Regions from separate parts of the Sus scrofa genome. Here region 1 is linked to region 2. Evidence: chromatin contacts called from public HiChIP or PLAC-seq data. All regions are on one chromosome and are shown on one strand. Each heading gives the region's core, a stretch centred on a gene start, on an enhancer-like site or on the middle of the called end of the contact. The rest is flanking DNA. Distances are from core to core; before and after follow the strand shown. Region 1 overlaps RAP1A (ras-related protein Rap-1A). Region 2 holds the start of DDX20 (probable ATP-dependent RNA helicase DDX20).

The links. HiChIP or PLAC-seq counts read pairs in DNA pulled down with a chosen protein or histone mark.
Region 1: a contact with region 2 is called in an H3K27ac HiChIP or PLAC-seq map of alveolar macrophages. The contact joins the enhancer-like site here to the promoter of DDX20 in region 2. A contact is called at or near these places in 16 of 47 Hi-C or Micro-C datasets (alveolar macrophages, blood, embryonic fibroblasts and 10 more) and 2 of 2 datasets of contacts at active chromatin or transcription factors (alveolar macrophages and skeletal muscle).

What each region holds. Positions count from the first base shown.
Region 1 is chr4:108,684,997-108,691,669 of Sscrofa11.1, forward strand. It overlaps RAP1A (ras-related protein Rap-1A), which reads right to left. Exons shown (of 8, transcript XM_021090035.1): 3 at 6,100-6,168; 4 at 3,975-4,031; 5 at 2,833-2,973; 6 at 1,001-1,144. The coding sequence starts at 4,004. Among named protein-coding and RNA genes, the nearest start is that of FAM212B, 38 kb to the left of the region's middle. Within about 2 kb of position 1,800, at least 3 of the 83 cell types and tissues checked have an H3K27ac peak or open chromatin away from gene starts, as enhancers often do. A contact at or near this core is called in alveolar macrophages, where this site is marked.
Region 2 is chr4:108,633,312-108,640,534 of Sscrofa11.1, forward strand. DDX20 (probable ATP-dependent RNA helicase DDX20) reads right to left here and starts at 3,071. Exons shown (of 12, transcript XM_001928544.4): 1 at 3,020-3,071; 2 at 2,464-2,834; 3 at 1,693-1,787. The coding sequence starts at 2,785.

The DNA of each region.
Region 1 (6,673 bases), core at 550-3,049, 50 kb after region 2:
AGCATATGGAGGTTCCCAGGCTAGGGGTCAAATCAGGGCTGCAACTGCCAGCCTACATACACCACAGCCACATCAACATCAGGTCTGAGTTGTGTCTTCGACCTATACTGCAGGTCATGGCAACGCCGGATTCTTAACTCACTGACTAGAGCTAGGGATTAAACCCGTGTCCTCATGGATACTAGTCGGGTTTGTTACCACTTAGCCACAACGGGAACTCCTATTTTTTGTTTTAAAAAGGCTTTTGTTAACATTAATAAAAGCAATGGTAAGCTCTGAAGTTTCTGCTTGGGTGTGGTGGTGGCAGCTGGGGACTGCACTACTCTTTTAGGGATCCAGGAAACTACTGGCCCTTTACATCCAGGCAGGCATGCGTACTTACTATAAGTATTCCTGTTCTCAAGATAGTGCAGTGGTTAAGTCACAGACCAAAAAAAAAAAAAAAAAGCCACGTGCGCCTGTGGTATGAGGCCTAAAAAACCGAGAGAATTTCAGTTCTGTATCCATCCACACAGCTTCTTCCCTTTGAGTGATACACCAAAGGGAAGCAGAACTCAGAACAACAAATTCTGTGATATCTTTCTGTACAACGTTAAGTTCACGACAGTAACTACTTTGATTTTGGTCGTCTCCACTTGACTTTACAATCTATTCATACATATCTGCATAGGTAATTATTAGAATACAAGGGTGATGCAACACTCTTCACACACCACTTTCTGGTGTATCATTTGGAGGCTCAGCAGGACTTTAAACATATTCTTTAACTTAAACTTCCTCTTTGCCAATAAGGTACATATAAGTGTCCTCATCAGAGCCATCAACATGATTTTATGTAAGAGAAGGAATATGGTTTCTGGGAATTAATTGGTGTTTTCCATAAACTGATAAAGACTGCTTAAAAGAAGACCATTTTTTCTTTTAAAAAAACGTTTTGGGTTGTTAACCTAAAGGAAACAAAAAAGGCACTTATTTGTGCTGCCTAGCAGCTGTAGATTACCTCATTAACGTTGATCTTTGACTTTGCAGAAGATTCTAAAAAGGCACAGTTACACCACTGTCTTGCTAAATTCTGACCCTGTTCTTTGCCAACTACTCGCTCATCTTCCAGGTCACATTTATTGCCAACCAAAATCATTGGAACCTGTGGGAAGGAAAAAACACATAATGAACACTAACATACTAGTTACTCAGCCTCTTATAAGTAAGCAAATACCTGCCACCAACTGAAATGGGTTAGTTAGGACTATGCAAGTGCTTAAAAAAAAATGTTATGTATGTGTGTTGGGGAGAAGGTGGAGGGGGAAGAGACAGAAAAAAATACAGAAGTGATCCCATAACACTGATCTGCTAAATTATTTTACGAATATAATCCCAAAATTCTCATGTGAATAATGCTAACAGCTGAATTCCAACTAGAAAAATCTGAAGGAAAGGGGAAGCGCCTGCAATACAGAGAAGAACGTACACACTGCCCTGTGTTTTAAGTAAGTGCCTCATCTCACAGGACCAATGACTGCCAAAAGCAGTGGCAAGACTGATGCAGTAGTACGTTTTACTCCTGTAACTGATGCCTAGATCTGAAGACCAGCTTAGGTGAGAGATTCAAAAAGAGCAAGAATAAAAATAAAGCCATTGAGCAGCTATGTCTTCATCTAGAACTCAGTCTTCTTTAGTTGATTTCATGGGATAAAGAGATGAACATTACCAGAGGTTCAGTGATTTGCATGTAATTGCCTATGAAAAGAGAACTCTCTTGGATGAATCAGTCACGGGAAGAAAGAGAACTATTCATTAGGTTTACGGTTGGGCATGAGTCATATGGTGCAAATCCTTCCCGCCTACAATATTCCGCACAGCTAAGGTCCTAAGCAGGTGCATATGTTCCCATTAATAATGAGAAAGAACACACAAAAACAGAAAGGAAGGTACGAATGAAATTTTATATTCTAATTTATACAACTTTTGAAAAGGAAATCTCTAGAGACAAAACTGAGACAAACATGTAAAACATACATGTCATCTTTGCAAAAAGGCACAACAATGCTATTGTTCAAAAAGACAGGAATTCTAAAACAGTGTGTTTTACCATTAAAAAATAACTTTAGGAGTTCCCGTCGTGGCGCAGTGGTTAACGAATCCGACTAGGAACCATGAGGTTGCGGGTTCGGTCCCCGCCCTTGCTCAGTGGGTTAACGATCCGGCGTTGCCGTGAGCTGTGGTGTAGGTTGCAGACGCGGCTCGGATCCCGCGTTGCTGTGCCTCTGGCGTAGGCCGGTGGCTACAGCTCCAATTCAACCCCTAGCCTGGGAACCTCCATATGCCACAGGAGCGGCCCTAGAAAAGACAAAAAAAAAAAAAAAAAAAAGGAATTCTACAACTAAAATAAAATTAAAAAATATAAAAACCCAGTTCATTAAAATCTTTACCATAACTCAAAGGATAAAACTGTGAGCAAAAACTGTATCAACAGAATTTTAGAACCAAGGACATACCATGCTCTTCTGACATAACTACCACCTTTCTGAGCCCAACCTGCGTCCCGCCTCTACCACGTGCTCTGGGATGCCTCCTTCTCTACTGCACCTGTGACCCCCACAGCACCATGTGAGTGGTGAGGAGAGAAAGAACTTTATACACATGTCCTCCTTTTCCAACCATCTCAGCATATAATCTGCAGGTAAATTTAGAAAGCTTAAAATTGCTTTTGGTCACAAGGGCTCTTTTAGGCACGTGGAAGATACCCTCCAAATCTTCTGCTGATAGACAAAGGACATTTTTTATTTGGCCACGGAGAGACAGTGGTGTGCTATACATGAGAGAAAAACTTACATCTTCTGTGTCCTTAACCCGTAAAATCTGTTCCCTCAGGTCCTGTAAGTCATTAAACGTGGACTGAGCTGTAATAGAATATACTAGTGCAAACCCTTGGCCATTCTTCATATACAAATCTCTCATCGCTGTAAATTGCTCCTATAATAAAAAATATGCAATTATATAAATATAACTTCTTGAATGTATACTGAAACAATTTAAATCAGAATAATCATACGTAAGCTACTGAATTTTTAATTATGTGTTTTCATGAAGGAAACACAAGACATGATACATGGAGTTCCCTCTGTAGCTCAGCGGTAATGAGCCCAACTAGTATCCATGAGGATGCGGGTTCTATCCCCGGCCTCACTCAGTGGGTGAAGAGTCCAGCGTTACCACAAGCTGCAGCATAGGTCTCAGATGCGGCTCAGATCTGGCACTGCTGTGGCTGTGGTATAGGCTGCACTTGTAGCTCTGATATGACACTGGCCTAGGAACTTCCATATACCACAGGTTAGGCCCTAAAAATAAAATAAAATAAAATAAAAAAATAAAAAATAAAAAAGGTGACAAATGAAGACAATGAAAATAAAAGCAAATACAGAGAACTCAAACCATATAAAAGGCATTTTGTGCCAAGTGATTTATAATCACTATTGCATTTGATCACTACAAGCACCCTATAATGTACTAACGTCATTATACTCATTTAAGGATGTGAAAAATTAGGCTCAAAATAATCCTAAAGACTTTTGGTCAGAAATACATATCTGTCACCAGAGATGTTAAAATGCTAATAAACCTTGAGATGTTAAAAGTGCTACTAAACCAATTTTTAAAAAAATGAATGACCGTGATCTGAATTTAAAATGCCTTTTTTTTTCTTTTCTTAGAAAGCAGTAATAGCACAATTTTTACCTCAATACAGGGAAAAGAAATTCAACACACAGATTCTGCAGATGAGCTCAACATCTAACACTGATATGTGAGCATTAAGTACATCATAGATAGTGCCACCCACATAAGAAAATTTAAGAAGTCCTACACAGAGACCAAGTTCTTAATCAGAATAAATGCTTTTACTCAGAGGAACCGTTCAGGCGACAAAAACCTATTCACAAATTAAAATCGATCACAAAAAGAGAAAACATGCTTACCGTTCCCGCTGTATCCAGGATTTCGAGCATACACTGTTGGCAGTCTACTTCAACTTGCTGTTGGGGTAGGGTGCGGGGGTGGAGGGGGATGAAAAAGTAACATCAAAATGTCAGTCTGTTTTCCTCCCACTTCTTTGCTCAAAGTACCTATTAACAACTACAAAGCCTTTCTCTAGCAGTTTCCTGTATCGGTGGAGATCTAACTTGGTGCTACAATAAAGAACAGGAGGTCTCAAACACATTCTATTAATACTACAAAGCCAGGACTGCTGATGCTGAGTTTAGGCATTTTCTGACCACTATGAACACTGAGTACTGATTTGTGTTGTTATTAAAAGGCAACGGTCATACCCTGTAATTTAAGAAAAACTATAACCAACAGGTATAATTCTAACAGGGGAAAAATGGATAAAGTATGTATATTTATATTCTCTTCAAAACAAAGCACACAAGTACTAAATAGTTCAAAATATAGCCAAGACTGGGAGGGTAAAGAAAACTTTGCCAACTTACCACATTCAAGCTGTTAGAGTTTTACTAAACAATGCCCCAAATTTAACACACAGGAGCATTAATTTAAGAGTTAAAAGGGAACACAGAATAACACTGAACTCCTACAGCTCTCAAGACTTCTACGTCTTTGGAAAAACTGTGTGCATAAGGCAAACTTTTAGATACTGGGTTCTACTTTCCCAGTGTTGCACAGAAGAGAAGGTTGGCCTAAAGCAAGTATCAACTATTAACCGTGTGGACATTTTTTAATAAAGAAGGGATTTAGAAAAGTGTAAAATCTTTGACATTCAAGGTACAGATCTTTGTTTGCAGTTAATGCTTTAACCAGCAACTGATTTGGGGGAAATTTCAGTAATGCAACACTGTCTTCTAAAAATAGACATACTGACCTAAGGACTATTTTAAACTCTGCTTCTGTGTCACATCAGGGATTGATGAGGAGCACGATGGGTAGAGTCCCAAACTCCACTGTTCCATTGTTTACGGGACTAAAGTGATAATAATCTGCCCTCTCTGTGAATGCGTATGTTCAACGAATAATGAATTCACTCTGTGGTTTCTCAATGTACCACCATTTGGTTTCCAATTTACAGATAATGAAACTGCTATTCCGGTAGGCTTGAAGAATTTAATTCAACAGAAATTATAGCACTATTTAAGGTAAATTTTAACATCCAACAAAGCAATTCTTTCTCATTTGTTGGAAGGGAGGTTTAATCTTTTTTTTTTTTTTTTTCTTTAATGTATCGTTGGCTACTAGGCTTTCTTACAACACTGTCTCCCTCCCTACCGCTGCCCCCACCATACTTGGGAAATAAAGACTTGAAAATTCTCCACAATTCCAGCTAGTTTTCTAATTAAATAGAACAGTATTTTTTTGTCAAGACCAACTACTTAAATTTCTTTTCCTTTTAAACAAACTTTACTTTTTAGAAAGCAGTTTTAGGTTCACAGCAAAACAGCAGAAAAAGTAGAGTTCCCACATACCATTTTCCTGTTCCCCGCTAGCCTCCCCCACCATCGGCATCCTGCACCAAAGTGGTACATTTGTGAAAATCAGTGAACCTGCATTTGCACCATTATCATGCAAAGTCCATAGTCTGCAGTTTTACTCTTGATGTTGTACATGCTACAGGTTAAGACAAATGTATGAGGCCATGTATCTACACTAAATTATTACACAGACTCCAACTGTCTAATTTTTTATAGTCTAAAGGTGAAATATCTTTAAAGTTATTATATAATTAAACAAAAATAACTTTCAGTCACTGGATAACCTCAAGTATAAAGTGATCTTAATTTTAGTTCACACAAAGAGTCATCAAAAATATACCTACTATTTATATGCAATTTTTCTATATTAAAAAAAAAGGCCACCAAGAAAATGGGTATATTAAAGGACTGATTACATTAATCAGCGAGAGAATGTGGAGCTCTCTTTAGCTAAGCAATATTCTACGAAAAATACCACGTCTTGGTGAAACTTTTAAAAACAGATACAGAACATTGGGTCATTTCTCAGAACTATTTTTAAAAAAGCAATTCCAGGGATCAAGTTTTAAAGTCATAAGAAACTACTTGTAAGCATGAGCATACACGTTTCACATTTTACCTTTCTGTAGGAATCTTCTATCGTTGGGTCATATTTTTCCACAAAAATTCCCTGAACAAATTGAACGGTCTAAAAAAAAAAAAAGCAGACAAAAGTTAAGGACTTAAAAGAAAAATCAGCCCCTCTTAAATGTTACTTAACCTTGCAAAATCGCAACGATTAAATGAAATTATGTGAAAACTCTGGTAAAAATGCAAATTGTAAAGTATCATTATTTTTCAATATAAGGATACATTCATAATTAAGAGTATACTTAGGAAAGGAAGTGGTTGTGTTAAAAACTGTCAGCAATGCTGCTGCTGACATTACACTGTTAAAATAATTACTACATTAAGTTTCAAAGTACAATGAAGATACAAATAAGATACATATAAGGATATGGATTCTAATTTATTAAAATGTGAAAATTTATCAGTATTTAAAGTCTTATTACTCCTTTATGAATCTGTAGCAATTTTTATCTTATGCCCTCAAAGGAGAGACTGTAAATTTTAAACAGTCTTCAAACAGCCTTTCTAATTGTGGGGGAAAATCAAGTTTTTCTGATTTGCCAGCTGAAATTCAAAAGTATCCC
Region 2 (7,223 bases), core at 1,821-4,320:
GAAAGACAAAGGAAGGGAAGAAGGCATTTTAAATGGGGCAGTGAAGGAAGGCCCCTCTAAAGAGAGAACTTCTGAGCAGAGACCTAAATGTACCCATAGAGCTAGCTAGCTTGGGACACCCAGGGAATTATTTTCAGGAAGAGGAAACAGCAAATGCCAAGGCTTTAACATGGTAGGGTTCTTGGTGTTTTGGGGACCAGCAAGGAGGCCCATGTGGCTGAACCAAATCAGGGTCAGAGATCTAGCTCCAGAGGCTCGGTCATGAAAGGCCTTGAGAGCCGTGGTGAAAACTGTGCAATACAACGACTGTAAGAAAAGAAGGTGAAATTACATGTTCTCAACTATGAGAAGGAAAAAACCGCTTAAAAAGACTAGAAGAAAATACGCCAAACTGTGAATAGCAGTTTCTCTCTGGGTGAGATTATATTTTGGTTTGGGTACTTCTCCTTTTTCAGAATTTTCCCAATTTTCAAAAATGAATATGCATGACTTTGATACCACAAAGATCTTAAGTTAATAAAAAATCTTACTTATGGAACTCATTCAGAGCTTAGGCATTTGACCTGCTGGCAAATTGTCAGAAGCCAAAATCTCAACTACTTCTATCTCAAGTCATGAGACTAGCGGAGGTCCTTGGGAAGTGGGACTATGTGCAGCATCACTCAGGATTGGGCAGAGAGATGGTAGGACTCAAAAAGCCTTACAGGGAGTTCCCATCGTGGCGCAGTGGTTAACGAATCCGACTAGGAACCATGAGGTTGCGGGTTCGGTCCCTGCCCTTGCTCAGTGGGTTAACGATCCGGCGTTGCCGTGAGCTGTGGTGTAGGTTGCAGACACGGCTTGGATCCAGTGTTGCTGCGGCTCTGGTGTAGGCCGGCAGCTACAGCTCCGATTCGACCCCTAGCCTGGGAACCTCCATATGCCGTGGGAGCGGCCCAATAAATAGCAAAAAGACAAAAAAAAAAAAAAAAAAAAGCTTTACAGAAGATGAATATGGGTATCTGGGTTAAAAAACACTGCTGAAGAATCACCATCAGATTTACATGACTGAGAACTTGAAATACAGTCTGTCGTAACTGCATAATCACACGGTAAGAGTATAAGGATCCTAACTGATTCATCTTCGTATCCCCAGTGCCTGGCATACTGTTTATACATAACAGGGGCTCAACAAATCTTTGGAGAGAAATGATCCCCAAATCCAATCCCTGTTAATTTAGGTAAGGCTCTCTTAGATCTACTCAGAAAGAACCCAGAAGAAGGGAGATCAATATGATGCATTCACTGGAAGAACCACCCGCAATTATCAGCACCTCATTACCATGAATCAGGCCAAATGCTAAACCTCACTACAACCCAGGAGCAAATAAAAGAACAAAGACTCCTTATCTGTAGTTTCAAGTAATGACAAAACTGACACACTTGGCAGATTTATTTTATTTAACAGGAGTAATGACAGAAATGTCCAAGTTTCTGTAACACAATATAATGTATAATATATAATAACATAATGTATAATGGTCACCATTCGCACCACCACCACTCAACAGCCTCAATGCCTACTTTCCATATGTCTTAACGCAGTCATTCACCAAATTTACTTCTACCTCTGATGAGTTACTGGTATTTCATCTGCCCTGTAGTAAAATCCACATAACATACCCTCCTTTGGGTCCTCTGAGCTAAACTCACCTGGGTGCTTAAGTTTTCAAGGACAAGAGAGTCCAAAGCAATGGTGGAAAATACACAGGTTTTCCCAGTGCCAGACTTAGCTTGAACAATTAAATCTGAGGAGGAAAAAAAAAATTATCACTAGCTAGGACAGACGGAAGATGAGGTACCAACATGAAATCCCAGAACTAGAACGGTCTCCAGGAATCACCTAACGTTAGCACCTTCGTTTTAAGTTAACTCTTAAAAAAAGGTATGAGGCCATATCCAGACACATGCTTCCTCTCTGGACCTCTATCATTTATTTCTTTTATTTTTTTTCTTCTGGCCTAGAAAGCAGGAATTTATGTCCTCAAAGTTTTGGAGGCTAGAAGTATGAAAACAGCGGGGCCACTTTCCCTCCAAAAGTTCACTGGTTCAATCCTTCCTTGTGTCTTCCAGCTTTTGATGCCTCCAGACATTTTTTGGTTTGGAGCGCATTAACTCCGATCTCCGCCTCCATTTCACATGGCTCTCTTCTCCGTCTCCCTTCTCTTCTAAGGACTCTTGTCATTGCATTTATGGCCTACTCTAATCCAGGATGAGATCCTTACTACCGTTTATCCTCTCAAGCCTAGACCCACTGGTCGGTGTGCAATGGACCTTAATCACCTTCAAATTCAGGACTGAGCCTCCGTTTGACAGAGGCAGAAACTGAGGCTCGCGAGCGTGGGGCGTCCCCCGCCCTCGCCGCGGGCCCAGCCGCCGCTGCCCCCCTTCCTCCCTCCCGCCCTCCAGGGCCCCCGCCCTCACCGAGTCCGCAGCGCCCTAGAGGGATGGCCTTGAGCTGCACGGGCGACGGTCGCTCGAATCCGGCCGCCCGCAGCCCCTCCAGCACCGGCCGGGACAGCAGCAGCGACTCGAAGTCCGCCGGCTCTGCCAACAGCACGTCCCCGGTGCGGGTCCGCGGGCCGCCGACGTCGTGAGCCGTCCGAAGGCTCCGCACGGGCAGGGAGGCTGGCTCTGAGGCCGAGAACTGCCCGGCCACCTGCTCCGCGGGCATCGCAGGTTCCGCGGGCATCGCAGGCTCCACGGTCGCTAAGGCCGCTGGGGCTTCCGTCGTCGCCGCCGCCATGGGAGCCGCGCCGCCGGATCTCGCGGTATTTGGGGGCGAGGCGAGGCGCCTGAGAGCGAGAAGAGGAAAAACTTTATTGGCAGTCTTCCCGCGAAGACACAGACAGGCGGGCCTCGAAGAGGAGGGGCAAGGGACGGAAGTCGGAGGCTTAGAAAGACTCGGAAACAGCAGCTACAAGGAAAAACTGTGGCCTGAGGAAGGCGGGAAAAGGGAGGAGAGGGAGACTGAGGCTACCTGTGTGACGCCGCCGCCTGCGGCCTGCAGAGGGCGCCGCGCGCTCACGGTGGGAGCGCCGCCCCGCCCCCCCAGCCCTCTGTGGGCGGGTCCTCCCAGCCGTGCACCGCCCCGTCGCCAGCCTCACAATGCTGCCTTTTGTGATGCGCCCAGTGCGTCACGGTCCCGCCCCCGGACCTCGGCTCCGCCGTCCATTCCTCCCGATCCCCATCCCTGGCCCGCCCCAACTTGCAGCCTCCTCACGTGCCGCTGTACTCATCTCTGCCCCAGCCCCTGGCACACAGTGAGGTCTGATCGAAGTAAATTAAATTGTGCTGACAACTTCCAAATCCATATCTCCACCTTAGGCCTCTCTCAACTCCAGACCTGTTACATCCACCTCCTTCTCAACACCTCCATTCGATGTCTGATAGCTCAGATTTAGCGTTTTCTGTGTGTAGCTTCTGTCCTTTCCCCACCGGCATCTCATGGATGACAACAGTCTTTACCTAAGTCTGCTCAGATGTCACCTTGTCAAAGAGGACTTTTCCTAAACACCCTGAGATAGCTCCCCCATCCCGGCGGCTCCCTGGCGTTTCCCCCTACTCTCTGATCCCTTCTGCTTTATTTTTCTTCATGGTACTTAGCATTAGCTGAAGTCATTTGTGTTTATTGTCTGTCTCCCCCACTGTATGAGGGCAGGGACCTATTCTCTCTTGTTCTCTGCAGTATCTCTCATCAGAAAAAACCAGTCCGACATGGTGCTCGATATTTACTGAATAAACGAGCTCCGATAACAAAGTCCTCCAAGTGTAAGGATTTCTGGAACCAAACCTTTTCACAGTTCCAAATCTAAAGTTATTCTGCACCGAACCCTAACTTTTTCCTTTGTCCTTATACCATAATTCTGGTCATTCTCTCTCACTGGTCTCATTCTTCCCTTCTCCGAGACACACACACACACACACACTCAATTCAGATTCCAAAGGGTGTAGGAGGGACTTTGGCATGGCAATCCATTGGAAAGGGGTCTTCAGGATGCATTTTTTCTTAGAAATTTACAGAACATTGAGAAAATGTCAGCTGTTCATATGAAAGAAGGAGGGCTGTTGGGAGTGGGCTTTCCACACTTTCTCTTAGTAAGTACCCCACTTTCCTCATCTACCTAATCCCCAAATCCCAAACCTGGGACTTGCTCTATATTCCACCCTCCACTATCCCTTTCCCCTAACAATTACGCGAGGGCTGGTAATTTTGCCTCCAAGTATTTCATCCATTTCTTTTCTCCAGTCTCCATAGCATCTGTTCTATTCTTAGGTCCCTTCATCATGGTAACTGTTGCAACAACCTCCTGAATAATTCCCCCCCCCCCAGGCAGGGTTTCTTCTCTCCCAGCCACCCACCCACAGGTGCTGGAGTGATCTTTCTTCAGTGGATATCTTAGGTTGCTTGGGTCCAGCTTCAGATCCTGTTCCTTCTGACAGCCTTTTTTTAGTTCCAGGCTCCCACTTCTCACAATAAATGATTCCAGCCCAGCTCTTACTTTGTTCTGTTTACTTCTTTATTTATTTATTTATTTATTTATTTGTCTTTTGTTTACTTCTTTAAATCTCCATCCTTCTCACTAAGCTACGAGTTTCAAAAGGATGGAAATTTCATTGCCCTATGCCCTCCAGCCCAGTACCAGGCCCTTGGTGGACCTAATCAACTTTGAAGAGTGGACCTTTTCTTGCTCAAACTGATTTTTATGGAGCCGGATTTTCATGCTCCCAGCAATAGTTCTGTAGAACTCATACCAATCACCCATGAAAAAGCCAGCTCTCATCCCAAGAGAAAAACCCTACTTTCCCAGAGAAGAACACTTATAGTTTTATAGACATTGTGTTATTGCTTTTGTTGTTTACAGTTTTATGGACACGAATATTGCAGTAATGTTACTAGGGATGAATTCTATTGCCGTAACTAAAAACACAAATTAATGAAATTTTTCCTCAGTGGTTAAAAATTATAATCATGTTGTTGGTCATAATTTTTAGTGCTGTAAAGTTAAAACATAAAGGTTTTATAGACCATTTAAGAACCAGGTAAAGCATGAGAGTAACAGACACAGAAACCTGTTGGACTGTTGTCTGCCTCCCGGCCTCCCTCAGGATAAAATCACAATGGGACCCCAGCCTCTTTTTCTGCTGTTCTGTCCACCTGGAAACAAGAAGAGGGAAAGCTTCTATGAACTGAAGAAGCCAGAGTAAAACAGAGACTCAGAATGGATTTTCAGGTTCAAGTGGTCCTAAGCAATCATTTCACAATGGAGGTTTCTGCAGCCGAAAGGAAGGAACATAATGTAAATAAAAACACAGACAGGGGAGCTCCTATCGTGGCTCAGCAGGTTACCAACCAGACTAGTATCCAAGAGAATGCAGGTTCAATCCCTGGCCTCGCTCAGTGGGTTGGGCATCTGGTATTCCTGCAAGCTACAGCATAGGTCAAAGACATGGCTGGGATCCCTCTTTGTTGTGGCTGTGACATGGGCCGGCAGCTGCAGCTGGGATTCAACCCCTTGCCTGGGAACTTCCATGTGCCCCAGGTACGGCCATAAAACAAACAACAAAAAATACCAGGGACGTAAGGCGGCTCACCCAGGTGTGAAGATCCATGGAAGTATGTGGAAAGAAGGGAAGAAACGAAGGTTTTTAGAGGCAGTGTTTTTCATTTGACCCTTAAAGAAACAAAGGGTAGACAATGTTATTATTTGCACTCCCTCTGCAAACATCTCTTTATTCCCTCTTTCAACAGAAATCTTCTAAACGCTTAATATCAATCAGCCAAAAGCTGGAGGTACAAAAATGGGATAAAAATAAACAGAGCATTTGCCCCCAGGAAGAAAGAGAGAGGCAAACAGGTAGCTCTGATCGTGGAGGAAATATGCAAGTAACAGAGGGGGTGTAAAATCATGCAGTACTGACATTTTTCAAGGCCCTAGTTGCTCAAAGTGCGGCTGTCATGTGGGAGAGAGTGAGAACTTCTGAGAAAGGGAGAGAAACGGCTTTTGGTATTCAGAGAACACTAGCTTTCTTCTCGATGCCCTTCTCAAGCCCACCCCAAATCAAAGTGGTTTAAAGCATGCATGGAAGGACAGGAAAAACTCCACGCCCGGATGCCTCTTTTCCTCATCCCTGGAGTCTAGCACTTCCGCCCAAAGGCAGGACACCAGGAGAAAAAGCTCAAGTCCCAAGAAGCACTGGGGGCCGAGTTTTCTGAGCTGATCCTAGAGGCTAGATAAGGAGTTCCTCAGGCAGCGGGGGTGGAAGGAGCGCTCACCAGGCAAAGTTAGAAAGATATTCTGGGCAAAGGGAACAGTTTGTGCAAAGGCGTGGAAGCATGAGAAACCAAAGGAGCTTAGGGAAGGTGTGAGCGCTTAGCGTGAACGGAGGCAGTATGCAGAAGTTAACCCGGAAAGGAGGCTGCAGAGATGCCTTGGTCCCACAGGATGGAGGACCTCGTCGACCACCGTAAGGAATATAAAATAAATGTGTTAGGCTCTCCCAAAGCCGGGTACCATTATGGAGCAATAGAGGGAGAGACAGCTGGAAATACAGGTCAGGGCTTGACTGATGCCAAAGCTGAGGACTTGGGATTTTAACTTGTAGACCATCGAGCATCATGTCACCCTGGGATCTAATTTGAGGCGGTGACTGCCAGGCCCACTTTATACGCTATTTCTTATACCTAACAATTCCTAGGGCTTTTAGGTATTATACACTGCTTTCCGGGTGTGTGTGTACATATGTGTATGCATGTGCGTATGCGCATGCACGTGTGCATGTGTGTGTGTGTGTGTGTGTGTGTGTGTGTGTGTGTGTGTGTGCTGTTTACCCAGCAACAGTGACTGAGCACGTGTTTCCTAGTTCTCTCTCCCAGGCCAGGGAACCTTCCCTCCTATAGTCTTTATCTGCTTGGGGTCCCAGCACCATCAATAAACTTAAGTTGGAGTTCCTGTTGTGGCTCAGCAGTAATGAACCCAACTAGTATCCAGGAGGATGTGGGTTTGATCCCTGGCCCCGCTCAGTGGGTTAAGGATCTGGCATTGACGTAAGCTGTGGTGTAGGTCGCAGATGCAGCTCTGATCCAATATTGCTGTGGCTGTGGTGTAGGCTGGCAGCTGCAGCTCCCATTTGACCCCTAGCCTGGGAACCTCCATATGGGTGCAGTCCGAAAAAGACAAAAA